4 separate regions of the Mus musculus genome follow, and regions 2, 3 and 4 are each linked to region 1. A link is a contact called in public Hi-C and HiChIP or PLAC-seq data. All regions are on one chromosome and are shown on one strand. The core of a region is the stretch at or near the end of the contact, and the rest is flanking DNA. Distances in the headings are between cores, read along the strand shown.

Evidence for each region. A called contact is a pair of places that touch in the nucleus more often than the background predicts. HiChIP or PLAC-seq counts read pairs in DNA pulled down with a chosen protein or histone mark.
Region 2: a contact with region 1 is called in a Hi-C map of B cells, with 1.9 times the contacts expected there. The contact joins the promoter of Htr6 here to the enhancer-like site in region 1. A contact is called at or near these places in 3 of 39 promoter capture datasets (the 3T3-L1 cell line, cranial neural crest and second pharyngeal arch cranial neural crest), 2 of 15 datasets of contacts at CTCF or cohesin (CD8 T cells and pro-B cells), 38 of 484 Hi-C or Micro-C datasets (8-cell embryo, B cells, the Ba/F3 cell line and 23 more), 3 of 115 datasets of contacts at active chromatin or transcription factors (embryonic stem cells, microglia and neural progenitor cells) and 3 of 9 other capture datasets (adipose tissue, liver and pancreatic islet).
Region 3: a contact with region 1 is called in an H3K27ac HiChIP or PLAC-seq map of microglia, with 4 times the contacts expected there. The contact joins two enhancer-like sites. A contact is called at or near these places in 3 of 484 Hi-C or Micro-C datasets (bone marrow-derived macrophages, morula and uterus), 5 of 115 datasets of contacts at active chromatin or transcription factors (bone marrow-derived macrophages, embryonic stem cells and microglia) and 3 of 9 other capture datasets (adipose tissue, liver and pancreatic islet).
Region 4: a Hi-C map of bone marrow-derived macrophages shows a contact between it and region 1, with 2.0 times the contacts expected there. The contact joins two enhancer-like sites. A contact is called at or near these places in 16 of 484 Hi-C or Micro-C datasets (B cells, the Ba/F3 cell line, CD4 T cells and 8 more), 5 of 115 datasets of contacts at active chromatin or transcription factors (the HPC-7 cell line, bone marrow-derived macrophages, embryonic stem cells and 2 more) and 3 of 9 other capture datasets (adipose tissue, liver and pancreatic islet).

Annotation. Positions count from the first base shown.
Region 1 is chr4:139,167,702-139,171,403 of GRCm38.p6, forward strand. No RefSeq gene overlaps it. Among named protein-coding and RNA genes, the nearest start is that of Gm33304, 4.3 kb to the left of the region's middle. Within about 2 kb of position 1,815, at least 120 of the 459 cell types and tissues checked have an H3K27ac peak or open chromatin away from gene starts, as enhancers often do. A contact at or near this core is called in 8-cell embryo, B cells, the Ba/F3 cell line and 12 more, where this site is marked.
Region 2 is chr4:139,074,174-139,077,733 of GRCm38.p6, forward strand. Htr6 (5-hydroxytryptamine (serotonin) receptor 6) reads right to left here and starts at 1,397. Exons shown (of 4, transcript NM_001377096.1): 1 at 1,260-1,397; 2 at 1-1,156. The coding sequence starts at 588.
Region 3 is chr4:139,286,233-139,289,807 of GRCm38.p6, forward strand. Capzb (capping protein (actin filament) muscle Z-line, beta) reads left to right here. Exons shown (of 9, transcript NM_009798.4): 7 at 797-862; 8 at 1,524-1,600. Among named protein-coding and RNA genes, the nearest start is that of Slc66a1, 23 kb to the right of the region's middle. Within about 2 kb of position 1,444, at least 62 of the 459 cell types and tissues checked have an H3K27ac peak or open chromatin away from gene starts, as enhancers often do. A contact at or near this core is called in bone marrow-derived macrophages and microglia, where this site is marked.
Region 4 is chr4:139,247,613-139,250,832 of GRCm38.p6, forward strand. The region is part of intron 2 of Capzb (capping protein (actin filament) muscle Z-line, beta); the gene reads left to right. Among named protein-coding and RNA genes, the nearest start is that of Capzb, 56 kb to the left of the region's middle. Within about 2 kb of position 1,864, at least 48 of the 459 cell types and tissues checked have an H3K27ac peak or open chromatin away from gene starts, as enhancers often do. A contact at or near this core is called in bone marrow-derived macrophages and microglia, where this site is marked.

The DNA of each region.
Region 1 (3,702 bases), core at 565-3,064:
TCTGACCTCTGGGGGCACCAGGCTAGCATGAAAGAACTCCTACACATGCAGGCAAACACACGGCAAAATAAAACCAAATCTAAAAAAAAAAAAAAAAAAAGAGAGTTACCTTGGTCTCAGAGTGGGTGGGTTGAAATCCATTGGCCTGTGATTAGACAGGATCCTGATTTCATGGGATTAAAGATATGCGCTACTACCCGTGGTTTTAAAAATATTTTTAAGTACATGTATGTGCGTGCTTCTGTATGTCTCTGTGTGTGTATGCGCATACATAAGTGCAGGTGACATGAAGATCAGAGGCATCAGGTCCCCGCTGAGCTGGTTGTTACAGGCAATTGTGAACCACCTGATGCGGCTGCTGGGAACCAAACTCTTGGGTCCTCAGAAAGATTGATACATGCTCTCAACTGGCTGAGTGAAGGATCGCACCAGCCGCTCCTTTAGATTCTTGAAATTTTCCATTTACTTGGGGCTGAGGGAGAGCTCAGTAGTTAAGAGCAGCAGCTGTTTTTGTTTTGTTTTGTTTTGTTTTGTTTTGTTTTGTTTTGTTTTGGTTTTGGTTTTTCGAGGCAGGGTTTCTCTGTGTAGCTCTGGCTGTCCTGGAACTCACTCTGTAGACCAGGCTGGCCTCGAACTCAGAAATCCACCTGCCTCTGCCTCCCAAGTGCTGGGATTAAAGGCGTGCGTCACCATGCCCACCACCACGCCACCACGCCCACCACCACGCCACCATGCCCAGCTGTTCTTGCAGAAAACCTTTGGTTTCACATCAGGCTGTGGCTTGCTGTGGCTTCTAACCAGTTCCAGGGGATCGGATACCTTTGTTTACCTCTCTAGGCACCTGGCATGTGTGCGGTACACGTACCTACATGCAGGCTCACGTTTACAAGCACCAGTGCCTGCGGGAACCAGTGGTTGCGGACCTTGAGCTAGATTTGCAGGCAGCTGTGAGCTGCCTGATATGGGTGCTGGGAGTCGAACTCGGGTCCTCTGCAAGAGCAGTATGCTCAGTTAGCCACTGAGCCATCTCTTCAGCCCCTCAGGCCTTTAAGGTTAGGCACAGAAGGGAGCAAGTGGCTGTAGAAAGAGATGGACATAGAGGTTGTCTTCAGAGAACACTTGGAAAACCTAGACCATCAGAGAAAGCACATACAGGCTTTTGGTCAGTATCAGAAAAAGACAAAAAGATGAAAATGGAAAAGTTGTGGGCTTTTTAAAAAAGTACTTATTTATTTACTTATTTACTTATTTTATGTAGATGAGTACACTGTAGCTTTACAGATGGTTGTGAGCCATTATGTGGTTTGCTGGGAACTGAACTCAGGACCTCTGCTCACTCAGGCTCCGCTCACTCTGACCCAAAGATTTATTTATTTTTATATGTAAGCATACTGTAGCTGTCTTCAGACACTCCAGAAGAGGGCATCAGCTCTCGTTATGGATGGTTGTGAGCCACCATGTGGTTGTTGGGATTCAAACTCAAGACCTCCGGAAGACCAGTCAGTGTTCTTAACCACTGAGCCATCTCACCAGCCCCCTATTTTTATATTTTTAAAGGTAGCAGCCTGCCTAGCTCTGGGATTATGAGACTATATCACTATGCCCAGTGTTACTTTTCTACCTAGAAAATGGAGTGTTACGAGATAGAAACGAAGCCTCAGGGCCAACTTCCTCTTCATACTCAAGTTCTGCTTTCTGATCTTAGCAGCTTCGTTTTCTTTGTCAAAACCGGGGGTCTGGGAGGGAGTGACTGAAGATGTACTCTGTGCCATTCCTCTGTCGGTGGTGAGCTTCCGGTTTCCATGGGGCTAGAGCCAGGGCGGCAACGTCTTAGCTGCTTTGTCCCTCCTTTTTTATGATTGGCAGCTTGAGACAGGGTGGCAGCTTGAGACAGGGTGTGATGTAACCGAAGGCTGGCCTGGAATTCATTATGTAGCTGGAAGTGACCTTGAACTTCTTATCCTCCTCCCTCCACCCCCTGAGCGCCAGGGTTTTGAGTGTGTAGCGCCATGCCTAGTTTATGAAGTGTTATGGATGGAACCGGGGCTTTGTGTATGCTGGGCAAACACCCTTCTAACTTAGCTGCATCCCCAGACCTTTGGTCCTCTTTCTTACTGATTCTCACAGGAGGAGAAGTTCCTACCGTAATTGATGGGCTGGAGAGAAGGGACTGAGATGCTAAACTTGCCCCTGCTTGGATGCGGTTTGTTCCTGCCAAACGGAAGTGTCTGGGTCATGGGGGCTTGCCGCCATCATGAAAGGATTCTCGTACTTCCCCCAGGAGCGAGTTATCATGAGAACAGGCTAGCTGACTTCTTTGCCCTCTCCTCTTTTCTATGCTGTACCATGGATTGAGCCACCTTATGGCTCTTACCAGAAGCAGAGGAGAAGCGGGAACTGAGCGCTTCGGCTTTTAGAAGTAGGGGCCCAAATAACCCTTTTTCCTTCATACTTTACATGACCTTGGTAGTTTGGTACAGCCACAGAATGCAGACCCCGAGTTTCCTTTCTTTTGTTCTCTTGGACAGCGCGTCTAATGCCTTCAGTCTGTCAGCAGGCTTGGCTTGTGAGGCCTGGGTCAGCCCCTGCCCAGCATGGTTTTGGTTTGAATGGCTAAACCTGGCTAACTGTGGGCTGGGTAATTAGACAGACACCCATAACCCACTTCTTTGTAATCAGCCTTACTGTCCTTTCCTTGGATTGTGTTTTCATTTCCATTTCCTAGATTCCTCTGTCTGCTTTTCCTTTGTCAATCAATTCAACCAGGAAGAAGGGGTGTGTTACTGGGCTCCTCCCACACTCCAGTACCTCCGTAGGGAAGTCCTGGATTACAACCTCCAAATTATAACCAAATTAGTTATAATCAAGTTAGGAGGCCCAGACTTGTCAGCAATAGATATAACACACAATTAATTTTCATCTAATAACAAGCAACACGGTTCAGATTCCTGACTTGCAATGAAGGGATGGAAATCCCTTAAAAACCCGTGTTCTCAAAATCTGTGGCTAAAATATTTACACAGGGCCCCGGTGATCCTGTAAGTGGTGTTTTAGGGCACACAGCCTGTCCAGACCAAACAGCATTCCTGATTTTTGGAAACCCATCAAGGAATCCATGTTTACTTAGACAACTTGGGTCCCAAGGGGCTTCGAGTAGGCTGGATTCAATCCAAGGAGAAGCCATGGCTCTGAAACCTTCCTTCTCCCAGAACCATTGGAACACAGACTTGTTGGCTCTCAGGGGCCCTCAGGAGGGCATCCAATGGTCTGATCAACTGTCTAGTTCCCAGGCTGGACTGTGAAGACCACAGACTGTTTGAGAACCAAGCCCCCTTGGTGATCCACACGGTGATCAGTGTCGGGCATGAAAGTCTCCTTCGCTGAACCCCCAAAGATAACGCAGGCATCCCGGTAAAGGCTTGGACTTGAATTAAACTGGAGCGTCTCAAAAGAGGTGGGCAGCTGTGAGAAACAGCTGTAGAGACGCGGAGAAGGCCAAGTCTGAGTGTCTAGAAAATTCAACTGACTTCTACCCAAAGCAAGGAAACAGCTCCATTCTTTTTTTGTTTTTTATTAGATATTTTCTTTATTTACATTCCAAACGTTATCCCCTTTCCTGGTTTCCCCTCCGAAAATCCCGTGTCCCCTCCCCCCTCCCCCTGCTCTCCAACCCACCCACTCCTGCTTCTTGGCCCTGGCATT
Region 2 (3,560 bases), core at 147-2,646, 94 kb before region 1:
GGTGACGCCGGACGCCACGAGGACATAAGGCAGGCTGGCCAATAGGCGGCACTGGCCCGGGGCAGATGTTCGAGCTTTGCCCAGTTCATGCCAGCCCAGCAAGAGGGGCAGGAAGGAGGCCAGCGCGGCGAGGCTCCAGGCACCCAGGATGAGCGCCAGGGCACGCGGGGCTGTCATGCGCAGCTTGTAGCGCAGCGGCGAGAGGATGAGCAGGTAGCGGTCCAGGCTGATGAGGCAGAGGTTGAGAATGGAGGCGCTGCAGCACATCACGTCGAAGGCGGTCCAAAGCAGACAGAGGCCGCGAGCTAGCACCCAGCGCCCATACAGCGCGTTCAGCATGGCTGGGGGCATCACCACCAATCCCACCATCAGGTCCGACGTGAAGAGCGACACCAGGAAGAAGTTAGACGTGTTGCGCAGCGCGGGCTGCGTGCAGATGAGCGCGATCAGCAGCGAATTGGCGGCTGCCGTCAGCACGATGACCACGCACAGCGCAGCGGCCACCCAGCCGCTGCCCCCTGGGGCTGGCGGTGGCCCGGGGCCCCAGGCTGGGGTGCTACTGTTGACAGGGCCGGGCTCTGGAACCATGGGGACTAGGGTTGAGGACCAGGACAGGATATGGTGAATGCGGATACAGGGTGAAGCCAAAGGAAGAGAAAGCAAGATGGGTAAAAACTGCACCTCAGAGGAGTAGGTGGCAAAACAGGGTTCTTAGGTCACCGAGCAACCATTACAAGAGGTCGGGGAGAGATTGTAGGGGCGCCTCCTATGGCGGGGCCACCTGGAGTACTCGGGTAAGAAGTTTGGGGAGGGGTACCGATGCGCCGAGTCCATGAAAGTTGGGCTGGGGCTGGATGAGAGCCCTGGAATGGAATAGAGCCACCGGGGATGCCTAAGGATGGGGGTGGGGCTCCTGGCCAGAGGCACGGCTGGGGAGGTGGGAGCAGGAGGCGAACTCCCGCCTTCCGGTCGGGGCAGTCTCTCTGAGGAGGGTGGGCGTGTGAGTACGCTTGATCACGAGCTGTCGCGCGTGGGGGTCGCAATGGGGTGGCCCAAGAACAGGAGCGCAGCTCGGCGGCGGAAAGCAGGTCTCCTTTCTCCCCTAGGCACTGAAGGATCCCGGGTACCGGAGGCCGCGGACCGGGCCGGGCCAGACCTGGTGGGGGAGAGAGGGCTGGCAGAGGAGCGCAGCGCGGCGCGGCGCTCCGCCCTCCCGGCCGCGCCGGCTCGCCTGGCCGCCTCCCGCCCGCGCTCCCTACCTGGGCGCTCGCGGGTGATCCGCTGCCGGCGACTGCGGCAAGCGCCGCGGGGCTGGAGACTACAGGCAGCGGCTGGTGGCGCGGCGGGCATAGGGCTCCCGAGCCGGGGAGATGGTGCGCAGGAGCCCGCGACGCTTCAGCCACGCGCGGTCCCGGAGGCTCCGAGCGTGCGCCCCGCCCCGCCCCGCGGTGGGCGGGCAGAGTCGAGCCCCTCTTAGCTGGCGAGCGGGGTTGTGGTACCCTAGGCCTGGAGAAGGATGCTCCAAGCGCTCCCGGGCGCCCGCAGCCCCCACACCTTCGCCTGTGGCTCCCCTGCCCACATGTGGTGATGGCGCAGGCAGAAGTCAAGGAAGGGGGACGTGACCTGTATGTACCCGGAGACTGCTCCCCAATGGGGGTCGAGCCACTCACTGTAAGAATCACCGAGCTTTCAAGAGAAGTCAGCTGGGAAATACCGAGCAAGTCCTTTGAGATCCCTCTGAGCCTCAGCTGCTGGATCTATACAATGGGTAAATAATTTCTACCACACTTCACCTTTGGATCAACCCTGCCAGTTCTCTAACAACACTGAGTGATTTTGGTGAAGGTCCCCCTCCCTGACCTGTTGGCGCTCCAAGTCTCAGTGTGAGGGATTTGGGAATCTCCAAGCCATTGGAAGGGTAGTCACTGCAAACAGGGGTAGGGCCTAGCGCCTCCTAGTGATGACCAAGTTTTCTTCACACCTTGTAGGTACCAGGTACTGCTCTGGACCATCTATCTGGACACCACGACATTAGATGACGCTTCCCATCTGTGAACTTCCATTCTAGTGGAAGGAAATGGACAAGAAATGGGCAAAGGAAACGTAAAGTGGTCATTTCTATAGGAAAGGGGGGAGGAAGAAGAGGGAGGGGAGGAGGGAAAGGAGGAGGAGGAGAGAAAATGTACAGCAGTGTGAAGAGAACCTGACACGTATCTTTTTTGAAATGGAAATACCTCCCACTTAGAAGAGCCCACTGCGTTCATGGCCTTGGTTTGTCCTGGAATATCTCTACCCAGATTCCTACCCCCAACTATAAAGCCAGAATATACATGCCAGAAATATAAATACCAGGAAGAAGGTGTTACGCTGAGGCTCAGAGAGGTCAAGAGCCTCTACCGAGGTCTCCAGCACCAGGCAACCAAGGATCTGGTGGAACCGAGTTCCGCCAGGTGCTCAAGGCAGAAGGTGCTTAAGATGCCCGGTGTCCAAATCCGCAGATCAACGGTATCCACTCACACCCAAAGGTGGGTGAAGTCAGCCGCAGCACCCAAAAGACGGACCCTGTCTTTCACTCCACACTGTGAGGCCTGAGGAAACAGAAGGTCACCCCTGGATGGAGCGTCAGAGACCCACTTGCGATCCCAGCTCTGATGCTCAGTAGGTTCTGCGCATTCAGGGCCGGTGGCGGCTGATCCCTTGGCCTTCTTTTCTCTCCAGCCACAGTTAGCAGAATTCCGTGTCTGACTCACGGGGTGTCAGGGGAGATTAGATGACACTGTGTGCTCCAACAGCTTGACAGTCCTATGTCGGTGCTAGCTGTTGGCTTCTGTGTCTCTCACTGGCGTTTCATCCTGAGGTGCCTCTCATAGCCCTGGTGTGCCTAACACAGCAGCAGGAGATATGTTTGCAGCATGGGAATCAGGGCTTATCGTCATAATCTGTTACTTGATCTATAATGCTGGCAAAGGTTTCTCCTCCTCCTCCTCCTCCTCCTCCTCTTCCTCCTCCTCGTCCTCTTCTTCTTCTTCTTCTTCTTCTTCTTCTTCTTCTTCTTCTTCTTCTTCTTCTTCTTCTTCTTCTTCTTCTTCTTCTTCTTCTTCTTCTCCGTCTCCTTCTTCTTCTTCTTCTTTTATTTTTTCTCCTGCCTACGATTGTTTGCCTACATGTATGTCTGGTGCCTGTGGAGGCCAGAAGAGAGCATCGGATCCCCTGGGACTGGAGCTACAAATGGTTGTGAGCTGCCATGTGGGTGCTGGGAATTGAACACAGCTTCTCTGGAAAAGCAGCCAGTGTTCCTAACCACTGAGCCATCTCTGCAATCCTGTAGCAAAGGGTTTCTTTTGTTTTGGAATTGTGTGTGTGCCTGTGTGTGTGTGTGTGTGTGTGTGTGTGTGTGTGTGTGTGTGTGTATGGTGTATGTGTATAGTGAAGTGTGTGCCTCTGTGTGTGTGTGTGTGTGTGTGTATTGTGTGTGTATGGTGCAGTGTATGCCTGTGTGTCTGTGTGTGTATGGTGCAGTGTGTGCCTCTGTATGTGTGTGTGTGGTGCAGTGTGTGCCT
Region 3 (3,575 bases), core at 194-2,693, 120 kb after region 1:
AGCCCCCATGTTTAGCTTCTAAATACTCAGTACTCTCCTGGTTCCCTGTGAATCTGAAGGTGGGCTGCTCTCTTCTCTCTGTTGCACCCTTGTCAGGGAGGTAAAGCTCACCATAGGAAAACCAGAACCCAGCAGCAGGTCCCCTTATCTCCCTGCCAGCTCCTCCGTTCATGCGCTGAGCTGGCTGTTGGCCTCGTGCCTTATAACCCAGGAGTCTCACATTCCCCTGCACCGCTAGCTCCTGACTTTGGAGTGGTGGGGATGCTGGATAGGGCCTGGGAGTCCCTCCTAGCCAGGTGTTAGCTGACAGGGTCCATGGCTGCCATTACTGGGCTAGCCAGTCAAGATGTGGCAATGATGGGATATGGGAGGATTCCAATGCCAAACCAGGCCACACCCGAATCTGAGTAGCAGTTTCTACCTGTGGCTGCAGGAGTGATGTAAAGATAGGCAAGGCCAAAGTGATGGCCAGGGTGGCCTTTGCCCTCCCTGTTGTGGCCCTAGGAGCTAGGTGGGAGGCCCATCCTCAGAGCGGCATCAGCAGGCCATGCCTAGAAATGGTAGGACTTCAGGTCTGCTGGCCAGGCTGTTTACAACCCAACACTTAAGTCATTGGTGCTAGAAAAGTGGCCTTATAACAACAGCTCCACAGAGCCACCAGCTGCCAGAGGACCGTGACACACAGGGTCAGCCACCTGGGGCAGAGGACTGGAGGGCAGGTGTGTTGGTCAGTTGGTGGTGTCAGGCTGCTTTCTGAAGCTGCAGCTTTCTCTGACTAAACAATGTATCTCTGCAGATGGAGAAAGACGAAACTGTGAGTGACTGTTCCCCACACATAGCCAACATCGGGCGCCTGGTGGAGGTGAGTGGTCCAGGTTCACCCTGCCCCAGTGCCGCACAGGCCTGCCTGCTCTCCACTGCCTCCCTGTGCTGCAGCTGTTCCCGTTCCCGCCCTGCCTACAGTTTTCTGAGTTTTCTTCTGACTTGGAAGCAAGTGAAGCCGGGCTCCAGGCCCACCCACCCCAGCGCCTCTGCTCGGCCTTGTTTCCCCTGATCGCTGTGTGTGAACAGTGATGAACTCGGGGTGCAAACAGATCGTTGGAACACCAGGGGCCTTGGAGCAGCTTCACTTGTGGCTGCTGCAGTCTCGCCTGTCACCACGTCCCGTTTGGAAGAGCGAGGTGTTGTTTGGACTGGAGACATGTTCTCTGGTTTCACAGAACTGTTCACAGAGATGGTGGCCAGGCAGTGCTCTGGTGATGTGGTTTAGACCCACTCCCGGCAGTGGTCAGAATTGGCCATCAGCCCCTAGGTGCTGGCTTCCTCCATGCCTAAGGATAAGAAAGACCCAAAACACAAATTATAGGTGGGGTTCTGGCAGCCTGGCATTGGCTCTCAACACAGGGGAGTGGCCCCACAGCTCCACCCTGTGGCCAAGGCAGGGACTGCAGGCTGAGAGGTTGCAGGTGGGTGTGGGCCTTGTTTCCTGTGGGCTGGCTCCACTGACTCACCTCCCTTCCCAGGACATGGAAAACAAAATCCGAAGCACGCTGAATGAGATCTACTTTGGAAAAACAAAGGACATCGTCAACGGGCTGAGGTAATGTGCCAAACCTGGGGCTGCAGTCCCAGACTCCTTAGCGAGCTGAGGTCAGGGATGGCTTCACAGTTGCAGTTTGAAAGGCTCAGAAATTGGCTCAGCACTTTCTATGACCTCTACCAGGTCTGGTCTCTGGGCTCACTGACCACAGCAAGCTTTGATACCTGCATGGTGGAGCTGGCCACGGGCTGGCTACAGAATGTGCCCAGGCCCTTTGGAGTTGGGTTTGGGAGGCCCCCACACAGATCTCAAGACACTGAAGAGAGCTGAGCAGCCTGGCCTGAGGTTCCATTTGAAAGCTCCTGCCGCTGTCTAGTGCTCTGTGTTTTGCAGAAGCAGGCAGGACTCACTGGCCTCTGGCTCCAGTGGAGTGGGAGTGGGAGGCAGGACCCAGCTGGGGAGAGGGGAAGTAACTGAGGAGGGACTGAGATAGCACTGGCCTTGGAGTCATGTGGCCAGGATCCTGTCTGAGCTCTTTCCTCTTTCCCCACTCCTTTCTCGGTGGCCTTGTCCCATCCGGGAGGCAGGGTGCCGACAGGGTTAGGAGAGCAGGGTTGGGAGGGCTCTGCAGTCCAGCTCTGTTGTGACTCTGTGGGGCCCAGTCTTCTGATGTCATTCCCTGGCCCAGAATTTAATGCACCCAACAGAAAGGCGGGGTGTAACTTGTGAGTTCACCCAGCAGCATTATTTAGGTAAGACAGCCCCTCCTGGTCCCCAGTGGTCCTGAGTATCTGATCTGTCAGGCCTGACACTGGGTCCTGTGGCACCAAATGCACCCTCTCCTGCCAGGCCAGACTCCTCCATTCCCAGTAATGAGGAAAACACGAGGAACATCTGAGCCTGTGTGGGGTCGGGTGTGAACCCCTAAAGACCGGGGCCACTGCCAACTGTGGTTGTGGTGTGCAGTCAGTTCCAGTGTCGTGGTGGCCTTCTCCTGTCTCTGCCTTTGCCCACGGCTGCCAGGTTCTTGTTCGGCATTGCTGTTGCTCTCTTGCTGTGGCTTCACCCTCTCTGAACACTCTCTGTAGATCTCTTGATGCTATCCCCGACAACCACAAGTTTAAGCAGTTGCAGAGGGAACTTTCTCAAGTGCTGACCCAGCGCCAGGTCTACATCCAGCCTGATAATTGAGCCGACCCAGGTATCCTGTCTGAAGGGCGTGAGGCCTCCCCACTAAACAGGACTCACCAACCTGCTGAGACCCTGCCACTAACCTGTGTCTGCTCACAGCTGCTGGGCAGCCACATTAACGCATAGTCTCAGCCCCACGTAGTGTGAACGCGTGTGTGGTGTGTGTGCTCTGCACTCTGGGCAAAAGCCAGGTTTGAGCTCTTGCTCCTGATGAAGCTCAATCCGTGGCACTATCTCCGCCTCTCCAGCAGAGGGTGCTAGGTGCACCCACTCCACTGGCTCAAGGAGCAAGGGCTGTGTGCCCTGCCTTCTGCTGGCTCGCTCACTCAGGTCTCACAGCACAGCCAGATCCTCCCGCCTCCTCTACCAAGAACCTTACAGTCCCCAAGCTACATCCCAGGTGGTCTCCCTCTTATTTTCTGTGAGTGACTGAGCGCTCCCCCTAAGCCGGGCCAACACTCTTCCAGGCTGGCCACTGCTGGGCCCTCTGTGCCCACACCCTCCCTTAATGAGCTGCAGCTGTCCCAGCAGGCCATGCTGATGGGAAGGGAAACAATCCTGCTTGTTGACAATGACCAACAACCATGACTTGGCTTATGACAAAGACAGATACAGATATAGCCAGCATCTCAGGGGGAGGCTTTAAACCAAGGCTCGTAGGACCCACAGGCCCCAGGGCTGAACACCAAAGGCCCAGCCCAGGCAAGGACCTTGGGATTTACACTGCGGCTCCAAGCTGGGGACTCCCCTCCCACAGTGGTCTGAGCCATGTGCTGACTTCAGGTCCAAAGCAGACTGCAGTTCTAGCCTGGATGGCATCTCCAGGCCTCTCACTGGAGAAAAC
Region 4 (3,220 bases), core at 614-3,113, 80 kb after region 1:
GTACCCCACCCCCACCCCCCAATATCTAGGTGAGTCCAAGATCCTGTCTCATGCCCAGGATCTGTTTCTTCAGGTGTCCCTGTTCTTGGGGGGACTCTGCCAAGTTCTCATGGGTATAAAGGGCTTCATGCATTGCCAATTACAGATGGTTCTGACTGGTCTAAAGAGCAAGGAGGTGACAGTACTTGTTTCATAGGCTTCTGTGGCATGAGAATGGAGATAGAACAGGGCCCGGGAGCAGCAAGCCAGTGCCTTTCCCTTCCTTGTTCAGCCTGCTTGGGAAGGAGAACTGTGGGCCCCTGCTCTGAAGTGGCCAGCTCTCAGCTCCCTGGCTGGTCAGTGGGTGAGTTCTCACTTATACCCTCTAATAACCTTTCTTCCTCCAGCCCAGGGTGGGCCATGCTCAGCCCTTGGTGCCAAGGGTTACCTCTAGTAGTACTTCTTGAGGCTGCAGGGCATATGACAGAAAGAACCCTGGGGCTGAATCCAGGAGAGAGAGAGAGGCCAGCATGCTGGAAGCGCTCTAGACATGGTGCAGACTGCCCAGCTGTTACTCAGAACACTACCCGGCCAGCCTGTTGGGTGTGAGTGTTGTCACACCTCCCTGGAGCAGTTCCGTGGACATTTACGGTCACACTCCGCCCTATGATGCTTGAGTCTTTGGAGAGTCCCCCGAGTCAGTTTCCTTGTTGCTGGGCCCCTCTCTCCACAGCCAGAGTACGCTCTTGGAGATTCACCTTTGACCCTGGGCTTGCCTTAGTCCCCCAGCCCCATGACTCGTCGGTTTGGATGCTCTGACATGGTGGCCCTTTTCCTGGGTTACATTCTCGTGCTAGCTCTGTTCTCTATGTCTGTCTATCTCCATACTTCAGTCCCAGCCACAGTGCGTGCCCACGCTGCTGCCTGTTGGGTAGCACATGCTGAGGTCAGGGGTTACATGGAGCTGAGGGGACAAGATGAGGGAATGGCTTGGACTCTCGGGGTCTAGTGTCCTTCACTTCACTACGTGTCTACAAGGCAACGCTAACAGGCCTGATCTTGTGAGCATCCCCTGTGGGTAACCACACTTGCTGGGATTGCGAGTAGAGGGCAGAGTTGTAGAATAGGAGCCCGGATCACTGCACACTGGGTGCCTCTGAGTGACTGGCTTCATCCACCTTGATGGGTGGGGGCACGGAAAGCTGCATGGAGTGGGAGGAGGAGACATTGAGGATGAGCAGCGGTGGGGTGGGGTGGCTGGACAGAGACTGGGTGGGAGCAGATGCACGTCTGTGCTATGCTGTGCTGTGCTGGTCATTAGCAGGCAGTGGGCACACGTTCATTTTCATATTGATGATCCACAGTTAGTCACAGCATGGAAGCATAGCCTTGAGAGCCTACTGCTGTGGGGCCTGCTGGCCTGGGAAGGTCATGGTAGGTCAGGAGCAGCCATCTTGCACGTACCATTTTTCTGTGCAGTTTTATATCCTCTGCCTGTGCATGGGGATGTATGACTGTCAGAACCCCAGCTCCCAGTTTTCTCATACCTTCTTTCTCTCAGAAACAGCAGGAGAGTGAGTGTTCCCTCTCAGACTTGAAGGTGCCCGTGGAGGAAGAGCACAGTCCGGCTCCTCGGCCAGGTGGTCCTCTGTGGCCTTTAAGGGATAGCGTGGCAGGGGCCATGTGTCATTCTCAGGCGTGTATCTAAGAGAACTTGAAGTCGGTGGCTCCCATTGGTCCCCATGCTTTCCACTCCAGAGGCTCGCCAGAGTTCCACAGGCCTTGCAAATCTTGCCCAATTAAAGGGCTCCTAACTGTGCAGGGCTCTTTTGCCTTTCTGTGTTAGTGTTTGAGATTCCATCGCTCCTAAATGCTTGCCGCTCAGCAAGTCTCCAAAGTCCTTCCTTTTTGCTTGGGGCCACTTCCCCGTCGGCCTCCTGTTGGTTTTTATTCTGCTGCGTGTAAGAAATGTAAGTTTCTGGAATTGTAGAAAGGCTCTGGTTTTTTAGTTTTGCTTTTGTCTTTTTTTAATTTGCGCTTGCTGTGACATTGGAAGGTGGCAGGGGCGCTCTGAGAACCTTTGCTGTTTCCGGTGATGCTTGAGAAACCATTCGAGAGCGGATCGAGGGCTAGACTTTGCTTTGTCTGTGCTCCAGGAAGGAACCAGAGTGCTCAGCCCCGCTTTGGCTTCAATTCGGGACATAGGTGGCTTGGGGATCAGGTAAAGCTGAGGAGGAGGTGGCGCTGTGATGGCTGATGGACAGGACTCCTTTGAATGGAGACCCTGGCTTGGGTCTTGCCCTCACAAGATTTTCCTGTTCGAGACCTGCCTTTGGTACTGTTGGAAAGCAAAGAATGTACTTGGGAGCACCTAGCCAGGAGGGTCTGATGAATGTTCCCTTAACTTAGATTCCACACTTTGATTGATAAGGAAAAAAACAAGAACATAAAAGTGAGTTAGAGAGCTGGGGCCTCCTCCAAAGACCAGAGGCAGAAAGTCTTTCCTCTCCAAGCTGGCAGACTCTGTCCTGGGCAAGGAGCGCCTAGATTGATTCATAAACAGGCTTGGTTTGGGAAACAGGTAAAAATATTTGGTAAGAGTATAACATGCTCGGTCTCCTTCCCCTGAATGTTTGAACTGCATGCTGCAAGGAATGTGGGCTGGGCAGCTGGGGGAGGCCGTTGTTAGAGGAATGTGGAGCTGGGATGCTTGAAGGAGCCAGGGCTTGCCCATCTCCCACTTCCCTTTAAAGTCCATGTGGGGCTGAAGAGACAGACGGCTCAGTTGTTAGGAGTACTAGTTGCTCTTTCAGAGGACCTGGGTTCGTCTCAGGACTCACATGGTAGTTCACAACTGCCTGTAACTCCCGTTCCAGGGAACCTGATGCCTTCTTCTGGCCTCTGCGGGCACTGTACATATATGGCACACAGACACTTATGAAGACAAAACACCCATACATATTAAGAAGTGTTTGCCAGGAGAGGTGCCACATGTTTTTAACAGCACCTGGGAGGCAGCCTAGTCACAGAGTTCCAAGACAGCCAAGGCTATATAGTGAGCATGTGTCAAAGGAAGGTCAGAGTACTTACCTGGTTAGTTGGTTAGTGTGCATAAAGTCTTGGGTTGGGTGTTATGCTGCATGCCCATAATCAGAATTCAGGACAAAGAAGCACGAGGTGCACATGTTCGGAGTTCTCCTTGGCTACATAGGAAGTTTGAGGCGGACCTGGGCTACATGAG